Linked DNA regions of Mus musculus: regions 1, 3, 4 and 5 are each linked to region 2. The links are chromatin contacts, called in public Hi-C, promoter capture Hi-C and targeted proximity ligation maps. All regions are on one chromosome and are shown on one strand. The core of a region is the stretch at or near the end of the contact, and the rest is flanking DNA. Distances in the headings are between cores, read along the strand shown. Region 1 holds the start of Kif20b (kinesin family member 20B). Region 2 holds the start of Lipa (lysosomal acid lipase A). Region 3 holds the start of Stambpl1 (STAM binding protein like 1). Region 4 holds the start of Pank1 (pantothenate kinase 1). Region 5 overlaps Stambpl1 (STAM binding protein like 1).

Region 1 (4,353 bases), core at 1,338-3,837, 390 kb after region 2:
ATCTCAAATCACACTCCCATAGTGACACACTTTTCCCAATAAGGTCACACTTCCTGATAGTGCCACTCCTTGGGCCAAGCATATTCATACTACCACAGCGGGTAATCGAATATTTCCGTGTAGTTAGGTCTCTGATGTGAGATCTGAGAAGAAAGAATTATTCTCTGGTAAAGACGAATAAAGATGTTGATTATAAGAGTTGGTTAACTTGTCATGTAGAAGCTAGACAGGAGAGAGTAGAGGTCTCAGTACTCATTGTTCCTTTACTTTAGAGCTTGAGTAAAAGAGAAAGGAGACTGGCCAATGAAATGCGAACTATAAAGGGCATGCTATACTAAACTATACTGGGCATGCTTAACCCTGTAGCCCGGGAAGAATGTTTCAAGTGTAAAACATTTATAGTTAACCTGGAAATGCCACTGGGAGTTAGAACCAAATAACAGGAGATCTGTTGGATTTTGTTTTCTCCCCGCCCCTCGTGCCTGGTATCATGTGTCCTAGGCTTGGGATGTTCATATTACTTAACTAGTTAATTCCTAACAATCCTTGATGATACAGATCAAACATTTGCTCTGGTTTCCCCATCACATTCTAAGACAGTTTCTTTTAAAGCACCTGATGTAGTTGTAATTCTGTAAATGTTTTCTGACATGGCTGTTGCCCTATTAGAATTTGTCCTTAAGAGTCTTTGTGCTCACTCTTCTCACCTACTGTCTCTACCACCCTCAAAAACAGTGCACTGCAAATTTCCAACGAATGTTTGCAAAACCAACACATACAAGTGCCCCACGGAGGGCTAAGAATTGTTGGTAACTAGCAAAAGCAACATGACACTGTGAGGTGTGGTAGAAAAATCGGATCCAGGGGGTTAGACTTATCTGAAGGAGCAATGAAAATTGACAAAGCCCATTAGAATCTGACGTCCAGCTAGGGAAGTATGCTAGTACACTCCTATAGTTTCAGCATTGGAAAGAGGCCAAGGCAGCCTGGCCTACATAGAAATTTTGTTTAAAAACAAAACATAAATTCCAGCCTGGGAAGGTCTCTATTTTATTCTTTTCTTTCATATTTACATTTCTTTCTTCATTTTTCCTTCTGGCCTTGTATCTACTTATCTATTCAAATCTACTTATCTTATCTACTATCTTATCCAAACTAGTTCTTCTCAAATTTGATTATTTTGTTTGGGGGAGAAGTGTGTGTGTGTATGAAAGAAGTCAGAGGCAGGGTAGTGGTAGGAGATATAAATTCTGTATCAAGATCGAAAAACACTAAGGTTGTCAAGCTAGTGTTCCAAAAATCCTTCTAATTAAGTGCAATAGCTGAAAATATGATCACAGAAAAGCTAAGGTAACAAAACTTCTTCAACTGATTTTAAATCCCGGTTCCATTTACTTTTCTTCCCCCCCCCCCCCCGAGACAGGGTTTCTCTGTGTAGTCCTGACTGTCCTGGAACTCACTCTGTAGACCAGGCTGGCCTCGAACTCAGAAATCCGCCTGCCACTGCCTCCCAAGTGCTGGGATTAAAGGCATGTGCCACTATCCGGCTTTTTTGTTTTTTAAAAGATTTATATGAGTACACTGTTGCTGTCCTCAGACACACCAGAAGAGGGCGTTGGATCACTTTACAGATGGTTGTTAACCACCATGTGGTTTGCTGGGAATTGAACTCAGGACCTCTGGAAGAGGTCAGTGTTCTTAACCACTAAGCCATCTCTCCAACCCTCCATTTACGTTTGTGCCCATTACTTATTTAGAATGTATTAAATGGGACGGTAGCAATACCTACTTTAAAGGGTTCTTAGCACCAGTCAGACAATCCATTTTATAAAGGTAGTGCCAGCGGAAGCATAAGGTAAATGCTCAATTTACGTTAGCATTATTTTTATTCAAAGTGAAAGTCTAGCCTCAATAGTAAATTCTCGTCATATGAATGTATTAGTAAATTAGCCCTGCACTCAGAGGGTTACTTTAGGGAAGCGGAGAAGGACACATGGGCACTTACATTTTGGGGCACTGCACAGTGCCTCTCAGCGGTAGCTGATTTATGCTTTCAGAAACATCAAAAAGGGGGTATAAAAAGATGAAGGATATGCTCCTAAAATGTATTTTGAGGAAAACGTGTTTCATCCAAGAGGGCCGTCATCGACAAGAAGAATCACTTAAAGAGGGGAGTTAACTTGGTCCCAGGTCGCAAGTCCTTTCTGCCCCGGGGAATGACAGGACTCTGAGGTGTAATAGGAGGAATAGTTTGCCATTCCTCCGCTCCTGGGGGCATCGCGGGAGGCAGTGCGGAGACAGCGGCCTCAGCAAGGCTCGTCATCATGCGGGTCTAGGACGGAACCTGAGACCTGAGTACCGAACAGGTATCGTTAGGGTCAAACCTAATATGGCCCCGAGAAACTCCCAGCTAGGTAGCCCACGAGCGTTGCTACTGCCCCATCGGTCGCCCGGAGCACCGAGTCCCGCCCCCCAGACTTGAAAGCCTTTTCCGGAGGCGGGGGCGAAACTCGGCCGCGAGCGGGTCCAGCCCCCAGGGCTCGCCGGAAGCCCCGCCCACTCCCAGGGTTCAGCGCGGCGCCGAGCCGCCATTGTTTGAATTTGAAAACCGGGAGGAAGTGGAATTCTGCAGGTGGGGAGGCGTGCAGGGACCAGCGATTGCAGTAAGTGAGGAGCTGACGATTTTGGGGGCTCCGAGGGTGGCTGCTTGCACAGAGGGCACGAAGCTGCGACGCCTCGGCCGTGTCAGCGTTGTCGGGGCTCGTGATGCCCGTAGTCTAGGTGCGGGGCTGCTGAAGGTGGGGCTGAGCTTCAGGGAGTTAAGCGAGTTAAGCCTTGAGGCGGAAGACTTCGGTCTGTCTAGGCCTCGGTTTCCTGGTCCGGTAAAGGAGGTACACTTTAGATTCACAGACACTAGTTTTATTAGACACAAAAAGATTTGCCACGTCTGGTTGCCTGAATTCGGGAGGTGAGCAGTTGTTTTGTCACGTGACAAGATCTCTTTCTAGGTTGAGTCCAGTGGGGGCTTTTTTTAAAAAAAAATGTCACATTACTTTGTGGCTAGAAAAGAAGCATATTTGGGTTTTATGTGTATATAAAGGAAATTGAAGTGAGTCAGTTTTAGTCCAGTACTACTTCCGTTGGTCTGTATTTTGAGCCTGTCGTGAAGAGTAAACAAATTTAGATGATTGTCTTTCTACTTAAATAGGGAATCCCGGTGCTAGGTGCTTTAGACTGTTAAATCTGTTTCTTTGAAAAATTAGGAGAGAGGCGACCTTTTCTCTCTGGTATTGTGCATCTGGTAGATGCTTGCTTTCTTTCTTTCTTTTTATTTTTCGAGACAGGGTTTCTCTGTGTAGCCCTGGCTGTCCAGGAACTCACTCTGTAGACCAGGCTGGCCTCGAACTCTGAAATCCGCCTGCCTCTGCCTCTCAAATGCTAGGATTAAAGGCGTGAGCCACTACTGCCCGGCGTGATAGATTCTTAGAAAAAAATTTTTTTAAAGATTTATTTATTTATTATATGTGTGTACACTGTAGCTGTCTTCAAATACTCCAGAAGAGGGCATCAGATTTTTGTGACAGATGGTTGTGAGCCACCATGTGGTTGCTGGGATTTGAACTCAGGACCTTTGGAGGAGCAGTCGGTGCTCTCAACCGCTGAGCCATCTCACCAGCCCCCTTAGAAAATTTTAAATGTTAATTTTTTGGGGGGTGGAGGGTTAGGTTTATCCTATAGGGATTTGATGTGCAATTCAGATTTAATAGTTCAGTGATGGCATTATTCCATATTCACATTCAACCTTGTGATGTGTCAGTTAGTGATTTTCATTGTCGTCATCATCATTATTATTGGAGATTCTGGCTGTGGTACCTCAGGTACCCAGAGTTGCATCCTACTGGGCTAGGACCCAATTCTCTTATTTTAAATGTAAAGTTTATATGCATTATTTCACTTTTTTACTTATAATCGGAAAATAAATAGGAATTTATTTTGCAAATAACCGAGTTTTAGTCCTAAATGTTAAAATTTGGTTTGCAACAATTTTCTGGGAGATACTAAGTAACGAGACTAGCAGAAGATCTTAAGTCATCCCTGCTGTCTCTGCTGTTTGACATGTGAGAGGAGGGTATCAGGCCAAGTGAACAGTTCATATTTTTTTCTTTTGCTAATTGCATTGTTCATGACATGTCTTTGGGTAAATCTACCTAAAAAATTGGATTATGGGCTGGAGAGATGGCTCAGTGGTTAAGAGCACTGAGTACTCTTTCAGAGGTCCTGAGTTCAATTCCCAGCAACCTTCTGTAATGTGATCTCATGCCCTCTTCTGGTGTGTTTGAAGACAGCAACAGT
Region 2 (4,017 bases), core at 227-2,726:
ATAAATAAATAAATAAATAAATAAAGACTCTCTTAAACCAAGCATTCCACATTTCATAGGAAATTGGCTCTCAGAAAATTGCAGTTTCTCCTGAAGTTATTTTTTCCAGCATTCCAGACAGAAGAGAATAATCTCTGGAGTTTGTCCTGGCCACACATGCTTTTAATTGCCAGCATAGTCTTATGTAGCACAGTCTAAGGCTACCTTTCTAACTTCAGGTCACTGTCCCAGAGGTCCTTCAATACTAGAGAACATAAAAGCAGTCTGAAAAGCAAGGGGGGGTGGGGGCGGTAGATCGATAAATAAAGGTTCCCAAGGCAACTTAAAATAAGCACTTTTCTTTTTGGTGGAAGCCGTTTTTACAGAACCTGATACAGTCTGGGAAGGGCATTCACACCGTGAGGTGATTGGGGAAGCTACTCACATGGAAAGTCACCCATTAGACTTCCTTCCAACACAGCACCGTTACTCAACGAACTTGACAAATAATTCTCACAGAAGGGGTTGTCTGATAAGGCTCTGAGCTGGGTTTAGTGCGCTAGTCTAGGTGTTTAGAACATCTTTACCACAGTACTTATGGCTTTGCAACAATCCAATTCATTATTTGTCTGCCTTCCTTTCAACTGGAGAACGGAAGTGGGGGTGGGCAGAGCTGAAGTCTGATTTAACTTTGAACCTTCAAGACTCTGACAAGTCCTGCATAAATAGTACAAATGTTGCTTTTAAAAAATGGGCAGGAACAGCTCCGCAGTTCAGAGACAGACGAAAATAAAGGTCCGGGGTAGTTTTTCAATAATTCCTAAGCTATTGGCAATGCCCAGATGTTGCAGTGCCTCCTACAGTCTGACGCTTCTCTACCAACTCAACAGTACTAACTAAGCTCATTTTCCAAGATAATGTAAACACGCCAGTCAAATACTGGAAGCAAAGGACTAGCTGATTATTCAGCAGTATCGCCGGGGTTTTTAACCAGGACCCACTCCCAAGGTTGCTGCTGGCCATGCAGTCGTGTAAGAGCTAAGAGTAAGGTCGTGGGAGAGCTAACGGGAAGAAAGGATGAAGAGGACTGAGAATCAGGCATTCTGCCTGTCCAGCAGTCCAAGAAATCTGGGCAGGGTTCCTAATCGTCGATCGCGCCTGCCCAGGAAGCGGGAGGGCGCCCAGGGAAGGACAGTCCACTTCTTGTTGATACCCACATAATCGCCGCCCCCCAAACCACCTTCAGGTACCCGACACAGAGCGTGCCCCGGGAGCAGAGCAATTGGAGGCCAGAGACCCTGGTGGGGCCTCCTCTCCCAGCCCTGGCGATCCACAGGACACCAGCTCCCGAGCCCGCTGCACGAAGCCAGCCCCAAAGCAGTCACTCACCGGGAGTGGTCCTCCAACCTCAGCCTCCAGAAGCAGTGCCCACTACAAGCAGGCGAGCTTGGCCAACCTGGTGCCTACACCTACTTGGTGGGAGGGCGGAGCCGTCACCCTGCCCAGGACTTTCACACAGCCAATCAGGGCAGTCCACCACCGGGAAGTGCCCTGGTGACTCCACCCCTCCTGGCCATCGGCCTAGCCCTGGGGAAGCGGACTCAGAGGAGCATGCGCCTTCTGTTCGCCCAAAAGATTCAGCCCAGCCCAGGCCTGCTCTAAGCCCAGCCAGAGCTTCCTCCTGCTTCAAAGCTGGTGGGCATCCTGTATACCTAGCACTTAGCAGAGCATTATAAACTTTTTCCTCTCATGACCTCCTTTTACTTCAGAAATTCTCATTCAAACTCCACTAGCTAGGTATACAAATCAAGCATTTTTTAACAATAAATTATAAAGAAATTCATTTTAAAACAATTATTTTAGTATTACATATATACATACACATATATGTATATATATATGTATATATATATGTATATTTACCATTTTCTGCAAACAAAAACAAATTGGTGTATTAGTGAGACAGATGTGCTTACTTTTACAAAATACTGCTGCACATTCAGCAACATAAAACGGTTCTCAGAATTGGTTCCTACTTTGTTGTTGGAGGTGTAGCCGATGAGACCAGTACAGCCCATAAATACATAGCACAGAATGTCTGAAGTATTTTTAGAGACATTGCAAAAATTGCTCAAGTTTTGTCCTATCTCAAGTCAAACTTCAGTTTATGACTTTTTATGAAACTCGGTCAAGGAAACCAAACAATAACTTTTAAAAATCAAACATTGTAACACAATGGAATCCAAAGGAATGCTACTTTTATACTTACATGCTGAGGAAAGACAGTGGGAAAAATATTAAAAGCCTTGGCTTTCTATAACTTAACTGTTATCTTTCTATAACAGCAGAAAACTTTTTACATGCAGTACAAACACTGCACCTCGTAACCATCATTAATGTGAACAAGGCTATCTCAGGCAGGCAGTCTGTGGTACTTGCTGCCACACAGGGGACAAGTGCACACGTTGCATGTACAGAACCTAGACAGCAGTGATGTGCATCACACAGGCAAATATGGCCTGAAACACGTCACAGTCTGATATGTTTGATTTTGAATCCACTTTTGGTAATTACACATCCAGGCACCTTTTAGGGTTACCAACATTTTTTGTGACACCCCCATGTGAGGTTGTAACCTATAGTTTAGAGGGCTAGGCCGTAAAACACATGAACTTTATAAATAAAAACAAATGAGCACCCTGAAGTGCCAGGGATGACTGTGGCTAGCAAAGCCCAGCCACAATCTGCGCATCCTCCACATTGTGATGCTAAGTCCTCTCCATAGGCTCTCAATCCAAGACCTCTGCATCTCCATTTCACACAGATAGAATCTGAGTTTAGAAAGGTTGTTTTGCCTTAAGGCACTGAGGTAGAACTCACCCAAAATGCAATCCAGGTAAAACTACATTCACATCATATTCTGTGAAAATGAGCAAATAGACCATACTGCCAAGAAATTCCTCCACCCAGATGAGGAAAATCATACCCAGCCACTTCTGGCTTTAGACCATTGTAATATATAATGTCATGTGAGTAACTCAGATGCTATAAGAGAAAGCTGCTGGCTGGTGGTGTGATAGTGGCGAATATACTTAAGTTACACCTTTTTGGGGGGGGGTCCTGGGGACAGACATCAAGGCTTCACATATGCTAAGTGTCATAATTAGCTTCAGTTGTAAATTTGGCATATCTCTGAAAATGAAACCTCAACTGAGAAAATGCAACCACTTATTGGCCTGAGGAAAAAAGTTTTAATTCCTAATTGATGGAGGAGAGACTAGCCCACTGTGAGCAGCACCCTAGGCAGGTGGACCTGGCATATATAAAAATATTAACTGAACAAGTCAGAGGATACAAGTCAGTAGTTTCCAGTCCTGCCTCTGGGTTCCTTTCTTGTGCTCTGCCCTGAATTTCTTTGATGACAAACTGGAATCCCTAAATTGAAATAAACCTTTTCATTCCCAATTTGGTTTTGTCAGTATTTTATAATAACAACAGAAAAGAAAACAAAGCAAGTATTAGACCAAAGAGTGGCGATGCCCTTTTCTGAAAAGAGTCTTGCCTTCAGAGAGACTGAACTTTTGTCAGACCTTGAAACCAAGTTGGCAATCTGCCTTGAGAGCATTCTACCTGCTTGGATCGAACCTGCCTTAAAACTGACAATGCAACTAACCTAGCTATGCCTTGAACTTTCCATATAATCAGCTCTTACAGCCTAAGCTAAATGTCCAACTTTAACTTTATACTATGTACTCTTCCATGCCCCTGACCTAACTTAGAGTAATGTGGGGTATGGGGAGGGGGCGGGTTATGGTAATGATTGCTGTCAAGGGTCTGATAGCAATATCAAACAAGGATGCACCATAAATGTTGGAAGCAACATATGGGATATGGTTGATAAGATCCTCATGCAGGATCTTAAATGCTCTTCCACATTAGTTTCCGTGGTAAAATTCTGTTAAAAAGTTCTGTTTAAATATATATATATATATATATATATATATATATATATATCCTCATACCCTTCCCATACCATGT
Region 3 (4,123 bases), core at 989-3,488, 340 kb before region 2:
AAGTCTAGTCAGCTCAGCCTCCAGTTAGTTGGAACTACAAGAATGTGCCACCCTACTCTCCTTGGAAGAGAGACTCTGGATGCTAGATAGATAGTAAAATCTGCAGTTAGTCGCTCTTATAAACACACATATGGAATTAAGAATGCTATTATTTTTTACAAGTATCAGCAGAATGTAGATTGTCTGGTACACAAGGAGACTATCGCATCTAGAACATCAGGCCCAAATGTCCACCAAATCTTCATATGCACACAGGAATGATGGACCTGGGACTGAGGGAAATAGAAGAATATGAAGGATTCACCTCATACTCGGCTATAGTAGGTGGACCGTCCTAAAACTTTTTCTGATAAACATTTAAAAATCTGAATTTCGAAGTGCTGGGGCTGTTGCTCAAGGTTAAAAACTCACCCTTCACACACTTGAACTTTGGGTTTGATCGCTCTGACGGCAGATGAATATAATTTAAAGACTTGAATATTTGTGGAATTTCCTGGTTTTGCAATTTGGAACTAAAAAAAAATAATAATAATTAAAACAAAACAACACCACTGCCTCTTGAAAAATCAAGGCTGCAGACTGCCTTGGCAATGGAAGCTTATTTTCATACCACAGTAGGGTGGTGTCACTTTAGAAGGGACCAAGGGTCAGCGGTTAAGAGCACTACTGACTGCTCTTCCAGAGGTCCTGAGTTCAATTCTCAGCAAAGATACAGTGGCTCACAACCATCTATAATGAGATCTAATGCCCTCTTCTGGTGTGTCTGAAGAGAGTAATGGTGTACTCATATACATAAAATAAATAGATAAATCTTAAAAAAAAAGGAGGGGTGGCACCAAGGGTGAATTAAACAGCTCAGAAAGTGGCAGAGTCTGGGTTGCAAGTTTGGTTTCCAAAGGAAAAACCAACCAAGACAGCCAGTGTGTCTCACCCCACTGTAGTGTTTTCTTCCACTTGGAGCTGGGTTCCCACCGAAGCTGGAAACCCCCAGCTCATCAACAGTGACAGTGTTCTTAAAATGTTGGCGAGTTGGTACTGCTCCCTCGAAGAAGCAGCTTTTGAGGTCTTCTTACTTAAGAGTTTCAATCACTGTGACAAAGCAGCAAGACAAAAATCAACTTAGGGAGGAAAGGGCTTATTTCACTACCACAGTGCAGTCCATTCTTGAAGGATGTCAAGGCAGAAACTCAAGCAGGATTAGAATCTGGAAGCAGGGCCTGATGTAGAAGCCATCGCGGGGAGTTGGGGGAGAAAGAGAAACCCCCCCTGGCCCCCTAGAGTGCTGCTTACTGACTTGCTCCCCTTGGCTTGCTCGGCTTTCTTACAGCACCTAGGATCACCTGTCGAGGAGTGGCACCACCCACAATGTGCTGGTACCCTCCCACACTAATTACTAATTAAGAAGACGCCCTACAGGCTTGCCTAAGGCCCCCCATATTGTGAAGGCATTTTCTCAAATCAGGTTCTCTCTTCTCAGATGGCTCTATCTTGTGTCAAGTTTCTATAAAACTTGCTAGCACGGATGTCAAATCAGAATGGATTCTTCCAGCTCCCTTCATCCTTTCTCCCCTTCCTCCACACTCTCCACGCTAACAGCATGCCTTCCACTACTACGCAGCTGATTTAAAACTCGCAGATAAATAATTTTACTTGTCTCTGTCTTACTCATGGAAAACATATAAGATGCAGCTTTTGTATACGGGACTGTAGTGAATATGAATCGTTGCGTGCACTGTGTCTGGCTCAGGTCTATGGCCATATTAAAGACACTGCATTATAATGGTGACACTATAGTAATGGTAAGGAGCTAACCGTTTGTATTTTCCTAGTTCAAGAAGGTGGGGAGAGGGGGAGTGTTTCACGGCGGCAGCGCTTAGTCACGGTTAAATCTCAAAATGGGATTCCTACATAAGCTGTAATCCTATAGCTAAACCATTACATTGGCAAATTCAGCTTCATGACAGCTTGCGTGCTCTGCAGTTTTTGGAGTCGCCCAGCCATTTTCCCAGCTTCTAGGCCAAGTTGATAATTCACTGGGCTGTCCAGGTGGTCCAACCTAGGGCAACGAGTATGCAGGTAGACCGGGGGTTAAATCACAAGCAGCCATTTCCATCTGGCCATAGGCCCTCCGCAGGGACCCGCCACCCCAGAGGTTTTTTTGCAGCACGTGGGAAGCTGTGGCTACAGAGGGGGCGGAGGCAGAGGCGGAGGCCGCACCCAGGGGCCGGGGAAGGGGGAGGGGGCGGACCATCGCTGTGACAATTTCATTCCCTACGTTGCTGCGGCAGAGATTCAGAGGCCATTGGCCTGTGCGTTGTTTTGCAAGGGAGCTGGGGCTGTCCCGCCAGACAGAAGAGAGAGTCCAAGCCACGGAAGGCATCAGAGCTCGACCGACCAAGAGCAAAGAGAACCCAGAGGCCCGGACTAGACCAGCCTGGGAGCGACTCACAGCCTGGTGCCACCGTCACCAAGCGCCGGTGCCTTGCGGAGCAGCCGCTGCCGCCCGGGCTGCAGAGGCCACACGGATGCCCGAGCCACGCGGCCCGCGCAGGGACAGTCGTCGCAGTCGTCATCCCACACAAGCTCCGGACGCGCACGACTGCTGGTGAGTGGCCCCACACGTGTGCCCGCTGGCCCCGAGGTGAGTGGTGATGACGAGTGGCTTCCTGTCGCCCTGCGGTCCCCGCCCCCACGCGCCCCTATCCCGCTCTAGGGTTAGCTTCTTCTCGCCCAGGAAGGCGGAGGCTGTGGTTCCTGGTCTCTTGGCCCTGGGGCGGTGACCTGGACCCGGCTGCGCGTGCTTTTCTGGTTCATACTTGGAATGCATCCTTGCAGATGATGTCAGGATTCCAAGAGCCCACCTCACTGGTTTTGCGTGGGGCTCCACGTCGGCTGCGCGGGATGTCAAGGAGGGAGGGGCGAGAAACTGGTAAAAGCACCTTCATACTAGAGGGTAAGGGGAGGAAAGGACTTTCTAGATGTTGCATTGATGCCCTTTAGCCTCGTGAGACATATTCTCTTACTGGAATAACTTGATTGCTCGCTGGAAGCCTCAAGGGAAATGCGCAAAAAGATGCAATGCTATTAAAACATAATTTTCCAGAACTCGTCGAAATAACTGCTGACAGTCTAGAGTCCGAAGTGCTGTGGTTAATTGAAATGTAAAAGAAAAAGAAAAAAAAAATGAAGGAGTAATTCAAGAAACAGAATCTAATTTAGAGGATTGGGGAAAAAAAAATCTCTAGGTTGTGTGAGGGGGAGGGGCCTGTCTGTCTTCCCGAAACGAGTGTTTGGTCACTAGTAAGCCCTAGTGAGCACGCTGCTTTCCAGACATCCTGCTAGCCACGAAAATTAAACGAAGTCTTGAGTTTCAAAAGTGTCTCCAGAAATAAGGTTAATCTGAGCTTCTGTCAAGGTCAATACCGACTCCTGAGAGCAGACAAAAATTAACACTTGAATGTTTGACTTCCGGTTTCAATTTGTAAGTAGTACTTGTTTCCAGACCCGTTTCCATGGGCAGTTTTTTTGTATTTCTGACAGACGCTAATTTGATTTTTATAAATGTACTCTGTAACTAGACTCTGCTGGGCATTGTTTAAGTCCACTGTAAATATGTGTTCATTTTAAACACATTAATGTCTGAGCAGTAGACTGATCGTGCTAGACCAGTGGTTCTCAACCTTCCTAATGCTGAGACACTTTAATGTGGTTCCTCATGTTATTGTGACCCTACCCCCAACCATAAAATTTTTTTTGTTGCTACTTCATAGTTGTAATTGTGCTACTGTTGTGAATTGTAGTGCAAATATCAGTGTTTTCTGATGGTCTTAGGTGACCCCTGTGGAAAGGTCAAAATGTCATTAGACCTACAAACGGGTCGCGACCCACAGGTTGAGAACCTCTGGGTCAGAGCCGTTTTATTCCGAGGTGGGGGATGGTTTTGGGATTATCCAGGAAAATTAACTGGATGTAAGTCGTCTGTTCCATTCACCAGTAGCTCATGGAAACCCACTGCTGAGTACATCTCAACCGCAGTGCGTGCATCAGCTGTTTCTTATGAATTTTACGAAGAATTTTCTTTTGTTTCCTTAAGTAAAATATGCATCTATAGAGGCAGATTCTA
Region 4 (4,091 bases), core at 1,179-3,678, 350 kb after region 2:
GTCTTCAAACCAGTGACTGCCTATCTACCATCCCACCCCCAACTCACCACGTAGCTCAGGCTGGTCTCAGGCTAGGGAGTCTCCTTACTCAGACTCCCCAACTTTTCTCTTAGAGTCTAGTTACTGTTGTTGAAAACTATAATAAACTCTTTAAGATGGAGATCAGAGAAATAAATAAAATGTGGACTCAGGGAAATAAAACAAACGAAATAAGACACGGGTATCAGCCAATCTCAAGTTCATAAAATAATTTTCCTAGAAACTATAAAAAGTATGTAAAACAAAAACAAACAAACAAACAAAAAACGCAGATGCTTAATAACCGTCTAACAGCCATGGCCAAATCAAATCTGCTGGGCAATTCCCAAACTCCACACAACATTAACATTGCAAAATGTAAGCACTGGATTCACCCAGACGTGTTAAAGCGGTTCCCAACGTTTTAGAAACGAATGCATTGCAGAAAGGCTATGAAAACTATGAACAGAAAGATAAAAATTATAAGCAAAGACAGGCGAAGGAGTTATGCTGTTTTCCAAACATCAACCTTTTACAGAAATTGAAGCCCAATTTAATCATTTCCCAACCCAGAACAGTTAATTGATATGCAACAGGTACCCGTTTGAATCCGATCGCTCACTACCGTGGACTCTACTTACTTTGCTTTCTGCCATTTACAAGCTTCATTAAAGACACCCACAAAGAGGTAACCAGTTGAATGGAGTTAGGCTCAGATAAGGAAAAAAAACAACAACAACAAAACAAAACAAAACAAAACAACTCGTAATCTCTACCTACAAACTGACATCCCAGAATGTCAGGTGGGGAAGGTACCCTTTACAGTCTACCATTATATATACAAGTCTCAGGTTGTGAAACAACGCACTTTTTGGAGTTGTACAATTACAAACACTCAACTCGACCCACTCCAAGGGGAGGGGGGGAATCCACCTGCAATCCTCATTGGTCCACACCGTTCCGGCCCACATGGTGTCAGTGGGTGTTTCCCTCTACACCAGCCGTCTCACTGGCTGTGTGGAAACACTGTTTAATAGGCTGTGATTTGGGGGATTGTCAAACTCCACGCCTCCTTAAGCTTGCCAATGGGCCCTAGATACTGGCGGTTACTCTGCGATTCAAAGGGCAAACTGGTAGCCTGAGATGCACGCCCCAAAAGATGTGCTCGGAGAAGGGAGCAGTGAGCCCCGGGCTGTGCCAGCCCGCCCTCCTCCTAGTCCCAGACCCAAGATCAGTCGGGTTGTTTGCCCCACGGCCACCAATAACAGCGGGCAGTGCGTTCTCCCAGCCGCTACGGTGACCGAGGGAGCAGCTCCAGCTAGTGTCTGACCGACCCAGTAGGCGGATCGGACTAGACAGGCGCCACCGCGGGCCGCCACCTTGGACGCCCGACGCCTCTAGGGAGGACGCAGTCCAGAGCGGCACTCTGTCGCCCCCCTCGACCGCGGGCACCGGCGCTTCCCTGCCGGCAGGACTTACGCGGCCTGTTCTTCCTCCCGGAGTCCATCCTCCTCCGCAGCCGGCATTTCTTGGCCGGAGAATCATGCTGGGCGAACAGCGGCTGCGGCTGCAGCTCGGACGGGAGCTGGAAGCGTGGGGCCGGCGGGTCGCGGCTGCTGGCGGCCGACGGGTGGAAGCCGTTGTGCAGCAGCCCGTTCACGGCGGCCGCGGCGCCCTCGGGGGCCCCCGGGGACTGCAGGGCCGCGCGCTCGTGTTGCGCGCCGCGGTCGCCCATGCCCGGGACCGGCGGAGCGGTGCGCGGGCTCCGGCTCTGGCAGCCTCGCTGGAGGTCACGGTCGGCCGTTCCCCGATCTTCCGATCCACCCTGGGGCTTGCTCTCCCGCAGCCTCGGCGCCGCGGTCGGGAGCTGGTGGCCCCGGCGCTCCTCCCCTCCTCCCGTCGGCGTCCCCACGTCTTCGGCGAGCTGGGCCCCGCGCACCGGGCTTGCTGCTCTCGCCCGCAGCGTGTCGGCATCGCGCGCAGCTGCGGGAACCTCGGTGGACCCCGGCCGGGGAGCCCGCCTCCCCCTCATCCCAAGGCCGAGCCACTTCAAATGCGGCTTCCTCGCCTCCCAGACCTGTCCCCGCCACTGAGCATGCCCAGTCCTACCCGCCACCGCCACCGACGAGTTTCAACGTGCGGAATGAAGTTCTCGGGGTTTGCGAAGAGGAGATAGGCGGATGGGGCTTTGTGTGGCGGAGCGAGCCTAAAGGGTACTGGGTGAGGTAGGCACGAGACAGCCAGAAGCCTCGGGAGGAATGCCGGAGGAAGCCAGATATTTGCAGAGGTTTCAGGTTTGCTAATCCTATCCCCAGTGGGCTAGTACCTTCACAAGGTCACCCATGCTACATCCCCGCCCCACGAAAGTGTGTGAGCAGGCGCGCGTGCGTTAATGTGACCAAACTACTCCCAGGTCTGAAGGGAGGGAAGAGAACAATTATTTATAGAGAGGTAGGCAGCCTTGGAGAAGGAGGGGAGTGAAATTCCTTGGTTGGCACACTCACACAAACAGCATGTGTTCTCGAGTTGTCGTTTGCAGAGAGGAAACCTAGGAAGAGAGAGAAAGGACAGTGAAGGACAAAACTAGGCAGGAATAACCGGTGCTAGAAGAAACCAAGTAAACAGAACCGATCCCAAGCTATAAAAAGCGCATTCCTCACCCAGAAAAGACCGGCAGGGGACAATGCCCTGTTCTGTTATTTATGAAATAAAAAGTTGCCTTGGTTATGAGAAGGGGAACCAGCACCATGATAGCCCTCAGAGTTAGCCCCCAGTTCCCAGTTCCGATTCCCACTGACACTGAGCAAAAGACAAAGTCAGTACTTAACACACCTGTTATAGGCAGTGCCCAGCAAGCGGGACACATTTGGGTATTGGGGACTTCTTGAGGCCTTAGCTTTTGTGTCTGTCCAAAGGGGACTCTTGTGTGTCACAAAAGTACCTAATATAACCTTTGCACATAATAAATGCCCACAAGAGTCTAATGTAGACATTAAAGTCAGGCTGGGGATATAACAGTCAGACACTTCTTATCATGGGATTCTGTCCCTACGAAGGAATAGAGAGAACATAACGGCAGGCTATTGTTTCCAATGACTATGAATACAGCGGGCAGAGGCCAGGCCCCTCACTGAATTTGCACATCACCAAGCTCAAACTAAGCTCTTTGACCCTCTGAAAACATCTGTATTAAAGAGGTGAGAACCGAAGTCTCCAAAGGCCAGCTTCAACAACTTGAACTTCCCTCTACCTTAATCCTAGCAAAAGTGACCTGTGATTAGCCTACCCACCCCTTGAACTAAATCCTCCATGGGTCCAAAACTGGCATTAGCTGTGCCCGGGGTTTACATTTGGTTTGAGGATTTCTTCTGGCAGAGCCCTTCCCAAAATCAACAGGTTCAGAATCAATGAGGCCACTCTGTTTCATCCACCTGTCATTTCAAATCAGGAAACCAAGGCACAGAGACATAACTGAGACTAAGACCAAAACTAGAACTTAATCCCTGTTTCCCTGCTTCCTTGGGCTTATATGATTTGAGAAATTGCCTTAGGTAATCCAGCCTCAGCCCATCTGATTTTTGTCCAGTTCTGTACAACTTGCTCCTTCAGGCTTATAATCTCTCCCTATTCCTATAACCCTTTATACCTCCTTCTTCTGGCTACAAAATACACATAGCCTACCTAGTAACACAGCCCTGCATCCCAACTACTCGGGAGGCTAAACCTCCTGAGGAGGAAGACCTCAAATTGAAGTCCTGCCTTAACTACTTAGTTCAAGTCAGTTTTCGTTACGTAATGAAACCCTGTCTCAAAAAAAAAAAAAAAAAAATGCTGGAGAGATGCTGGAGATGTCTAGCATTTGGCTAGCATAAGGCTCTAGGTTCAGTCCCTAGTACTGTTAAAGTAAAATGCATGTGTTCCCTTATATCTTCATGATCATAGTAATGGGACATCAAAGATGAAGTGGAATAATATAAATGTGCAGTCACATTCCACTTGGTCCCTGTGTCTCCCCACTGCTCCGATAAGCAGTTAAGTGTGCCTTGCATACTCTGTTAAGGCTCACCAGCATT
Region 5 (4,526 bases), core at 1,192-3,691, 310 kb before region 2:
AAAAGGGCCTATAAAATTGGTCTGAGTGTGTAGCTTAGTGTGGAGTTCTTGTCCACCATGTGAAGCCCTATATTCTCAACATCCCCTGCCCTTCAGAAAGCGGTGAGGAGATCAGAGGAGAGGGGGATAGAGGAAGAGGGGGAGGGGGAAAAACCTAAGACACAAAGAAGTCACCAAGTACTAGCCAATACTAGATATTGTCTTCTGTTCATTCTCTCCACTATTTGCTCCATATTTTAAAAGAGAATCACACTGTCCTCCAGTCTGTGGGGGTAATTGAGGGTTGACAACAATGAGTTGGGGATCAAACAGAAAGAAGCTGCTGCTCTCAAGGATGAGACCCCTCTTGTCATAGACCCTCTGAGTAGTTGGCTGCTCACTTCCTTCCCTGGGCTGCTTTCAACTGACCCTCTGAGACAGGGTTAGCTTCTTTGTGTTCATTGTGAACATGAGTACTTTGGGCACCCACGTTCCCAAGCCCTGTATGTCAGGATCAGTAGGAAGCTCTCTATACCTCTGTAAAAGGTCAGTTTAAGAGGAAAACAGTTACCTTTTCTAGAGGCTATGTTAGGGAAGTGTTTGGGGATAAACCCCAAAAGGCAGAAGCACCTGAAGGTCTCTCATAGGTTAAGCGGCTGTAATTTAGATCTTGTCAAATCTGAAGAATGTAGCGTGTACTGAGAATGAGGTTAAGGAGCAAGCTAAGACTCAAACGTTACTGATGGATGTTCTCAAACAGCTGTGCGTGTGAGAACAACACAGCTAGGCCACTTGTGAATGAGGCTGCCAACCTGGAGGGGCACACTAAGGACCATTAACAAGATGTTAGAACTAAGTTTACCTCCACCGTGTGTGAGTACGGAGCTATTTGCACTGTGTGCTTGCTGGCACACTGGACCTTCACTTCGAACAGTTAATTATATTTTCTTCTTCCATGGCATGCAGTACTCCTCTGACCTTCTGCTTCAGTATATTTCTGATTCTCCAAATTGCACCGTTTTATCTTTAGCACTTGAAGTCATCTTCAACCGCTCTTCCCTGTTAGCTGCAGAAGTGCAGAGTTAGAACAGAGCCTCAAACCGACTCTCCTACCTAGTTAATGTTACAGGGATGGCTTCCTGCCTTCAAATACCACTTGCTGATCCTCTTAGCACTAAAGTTGTTTGCCTTCTCTCCTGTTGGGCAATAAGTAAATAAAAATGGCTCTGATTTCCTCATCGGAACCTTGCTTCCGTCTCTCTCATTCCAATCCACAGATAAAACAACTAAATATTGTAAGTGCCTAAGTAGAGGGCCTTAGGCTCCATGGTGCCCAAGTCTCTGATAGCTGGCAGTCTGGGACTGGGGAGACAGCTTGGTTGGTAAAGAGTTTGCCACTAAATATAAAGACATGCATCAGTGTCCTCAACACACAGGAGAAGGCCAAGTATGGTGGTGCATGCTTGCTTGCAATTCTAGCAGTAGAGAGCAGAGACAGACACATCCCTGAGGCTGGCTGGCTGGCTGGCAGGCCAGCTGGTCTTACTGAGTTCATGAGCTTCAGGTTCAGTGCAGGACCTTGTCAAAAATCAACTGGAGAGCAAACAAAGAGGACAACCCTCCACTGACCTCTGCTTTCTACACACATGTACAGGTATAGGGACATAGAGTATACACACACACACACACACACACACACACACACACACACACACAAGAAACTGAAAGGAAAGTTAAAAATTAAAGTTTACTGTAAACAACCAAATTAACTATTTATGACAACCAAAAGTAGCTTTCGGGCTGCAGCTCACTCTAGATCTGAGAGACTGTATGAGATTGATTCTGGAGAAGCCAGTTTCAGGGGATGTGGTGCTAAGGGGACATAGAAGAAGGGTAGAGACCAAGCAGACAGGTTCAGAGACTAGGGAAAGAGAGTAATGGCAGGTTGTGTTCTCATATTAACATGGCCATGGTTCCTAGGCTTTGCTTTGGCAATGGATGCTCGTCCAGCTCCCTAAACAGTCAATTAAAGCACTCAGCAGGAGAGAAGTCTGCATCTGTCTAAGTTGTCTGAATGTAAGTAAACTAAGATGCTCTTTTTTTTTTCCTGTTTTGCCATGGCTCATCTTGATGACACATCTCACCTTCATGTGACTTCAGCTGGCCAGAGGGGTTGGGGTGGGTGCAGCGAATCATATGTATCCCTCTGAGTTGGAAGCTCTCTCACCATAGGTAGTAAGGAAAAGGACTCAAGGTAAAACTGCATGTTATCACAAGTGTGAGGATGAGAACAGATGTGCTGAGGGTAAAACAGTTAAGGTGGGGACATTAAAGAGGAGAAACAAGAGCTTGTAGCTGGGCATCAGGTAACCAGCTGGGCCAGAAAGGAGAAAGGGAGGCCTCTGAAGCAGCATTAGCAGGCCAGCTGCCTCCTTTACAGCACCCTTCCTTGAGGAACACGTGAAGGACACTGCTGCATGACACTAATGCTGGCTGCATAAACGTGAGAACAAAGAGCACAGACTATCAACAGCCTGGAACACCTGCAAGGTCAATGGTAATAATACCAGCCAGATCCAACAGCTCCAGACGATGAAGGTCAACAGCTGACAAAGCAGAAGTCAGAGATAGACTAGACGTGGGGGGGAGGGAAGAGTATGTTTGTGGGAGTATATGTGTGAGTGTGTGTGAGTGTGTGTGAGTATATGTGAGTATGTGTGTGTATTGTGTGTGTGAATGTGTGTGTGAAGTGTGTGTGAGCGTGTGTATGTGTGTATTTATGTGAGTGTGTGTGTATGTGTGTATTTATGTGAGTGTGTGTGTGTGTGTGTGTGTGTGTGATGGGTAGCACATGAGCAGAGTGTGACTATCTCCCAACTGGACAAGAACACGGACAGATGTTACCTCTTAATCAGCTAGCCCTGTGATAGGTCCCAAGTGCTAACTGATCTCAGTAGAAATTACCTCAGTCTTTGTCCAGTTTCTACAATGAATCTACAGAGCAGTCTGAACAAAACAATTTAACTATTTTCTCTCTCCTGGGACTCTTTCTCTCTGCCTCGGTTCCTCACTTTTTTTTTTTTAATTTCTCTTAATTAAGAGAATTGATTCTGCTTTGCTTTCTCCTACAAGTCCCACGTCTTTAGTCTTCACCAGAGTGAAACCACCAACATGAACTCCATTGTCTCAGCTTGACTTTTGATGGCCACTGACTTTCTGCTCCCTGAAGTCCCTGAGTCATACAAACCCAGGCCCAAGAAAATTTCCCATGATGCTCAGCCATTGCTGTCATTCTTCAGGATCTAGACCTTGACTGCCTCACTTCTGTCTACATCCTGTAGACTATGACTTGGTAACATGGCCCCAGAGGTGGAAAATGTAGGTCTGAGCAGTGTGCTCTGTATCTTCTGACAATGACATCTTCATATCAGAAAGAGAATGGCATTGTGGGATACTCACCAGCCTGCTGTATATGTACTTGTGGGCCTCAGCTCTATAAAGTCCTGTATCTCTTACTGTTTAAGTTCTCTTCTTATTTCGTGGAGATTCCAGTAACATGAATGAAAGGTGACCTTGGCATTGACGTTCCCTGTGTTAGATTCATATGGCTTGCTATAAGTATGATGCACTTTTATGTTGCTTGTTTGCTTGCTTATCTTATAAAACCAGTGCTTAACCTTTTTGCCCTCTAAAATGTTGCTAAAGATAGTTATGCAATTTTAAGTATGTTGTTTACAGTATTAGATGTTTAAAACAGACATTAAAAGTATTGAAGTGAAGGTTCTATAAATTACTTTACTCCCTTGGAACTCTCTAAAACATAACTATGAGAGATTGATACTACTACTATTACTACTACTACTACGACTACTACTACTACTAGAGCTTAGAAATGATTTGATTGATAAAGAGCTTGACTTGAAAGCTTGAGGATTGGGTTTAGATCCTCTGCACCCACATAAATGCTGGCCCAGAAAGAGCTTGCCTATAATGCCAGCCCTGGGAAGGCGATGGCAGGAGCATCCCTGGGGCTTGCCAACAAGTGAACTTCACATTCAGTGAAGATCCTGTCTCAAAACCATATGGTGGAGAAGTGATTGTGGAAGACAGCTAACCTTGACCTGTGACCTCCACACTCGTTGGCACCTGTGCACATTCATTCAGACACCCACATACATGTTTGACGGGACTCCAGCAAGCCTGAGCATGGCAAACATGGCTCTGGCAGGCCATGCCCTTCTCCTTAGTTCCCTCTGCCTTGCTACAAACCATTAGATAACATTCCTAATACTAGCCACAAAGGTTTATCCCCCTATTTGGCACTTCCTCACCACTGAGGCTAACTACCAGGGTCCAGCTACCAAAGTATTGAAGTTCAACAACAAAAGGCTCCATTTTGGCCACCTTGATTGATATGCCCAATTAAAATTAATCAACTCATCCTAACACAAGAGTTCCCCCTTTACCTTTATAATCTGCTATTTTTCTACATGCAATGTCTCTATCTAGCAGCAGTTCTTTGTCCTCCTAGGACAAATGCTGCCTTC

What was found. Promoter capture Hi-C pulls out the DNA fragments that hold promoters and counts their contacts. Hi-C and Micro-C count contacts between places; a contact is called where the count stands out from the background.
Region 1: a contact with region 2 is called in a promoter capture Hi-C map of neutrophils, with 5 times the contacts expected there. A contact is called at or near these places in 6 of 39 promoter capture datasets (the 3T3-L1 cell line, the C10 cell line, erythroid cells and 3 more), 1 of 484 Hi-C or Micro-C datasets (B cells), 5 of 130 datasets of targeted methods (the NIH/3T3 cell line, astrocytes, large pre-B cells and 2 more) and 2 of 9 other capture datasets (adipose tissue and liver).
Region 3: a contact with region 2 is called in a Hi-C map of B cells, with 14 read pairs. A contact is called at or near these places in 15 of 39 promoter capture datasets (the 3T3-L1 cell line, 3T3-L1-derived adipocytes, the C10 cell line and 10 more), 1 of 484 Hi-C or Micro-C datasets (B cells), 7 of 130 datasets of targeted methods (astrocytes, bone marrow-derived dendritic cells, bone marrow-derived macrophages and 4 more) and 3 of 9 other capture datasets (adipose tissue, liver and macrophages).
Region 4: a promoter capture Hi-C map of liver shows a contact between it and region 2. A contact is called at or near these places in 4 of 39 promoter capture datasets (the C10 cell line, hippocampal neurons and liver), 1 of 130 datasets of targeted methods (pancreatic cancer cells) and 3 of 9 other capture datasets (adipose tissue, liver and pancreatic islet).
Region 5: a targeted proximity ligation map of pro-B cells shows a contact between it and region 2, with 2.1 times the contacts expected there. A contact is called at or near these places in 8 of 39 promoter capture datasets (the 3T3-L1 cell line, the C10 cell line, cranial neural crest and 5 more), 4 of 130 datasets of targeted methods (the 230-238 cell line, double positive thymocytes, pancreatic cancer cells and 1 more) and 2 of 9 other capture datasets (adipose tissue and liver).

The regions. Positions count from the first base shown.
Region 1 is chr19:34,919,771-34,924,123 of GRCm38.p6, forward strand. Kif20b (kinesin family member 20B) reads left to right here and starts at 2,588. Exons shown (of 32, transcript NM_001362434.1): 1 at 2,588-2,663.
Region 2 is chr19:34,525,998-34,530,014 of GRCm38.p6, forward strand. Lipa (lysosomal acid lipase A) reads right to left here and starts at 1,477. Exons shown (of 10, transcript NM_021460.3): 1 at 1,369-1,477.
Region 3 is chr19:34,189,991-34,194,113 of GRCm38.p6, forward strand. It overlaps Stambpl1 (STAM binding protein like 1), which reads left to right and starts at 2,239. Exons shown (of 11, transcript NM_029682.5): 1 at 2,239-2,641.
Region 4 is chr19:34,877,027-34,881,117 of GRCm38.p6, forward strand. Pank1 (pantothenate kinase 1) reads right to left here and starts at 2,429. Exons shown (of 7, transcript NM_001114339.2): 1 at 1,498-2,429. The coding sequence starts at 2,050.
Region 5 is chr19:34,211,875-34,216,400 of GRCm38.p6, forward strand. All of the region lies in intron 1 of Stambpl1 (STAM binding protein like 1), which reads left to right. Among named protein-coding and RNA genes, the nearest start is that of Stambpl1, 22 kb to the left of the region's middle.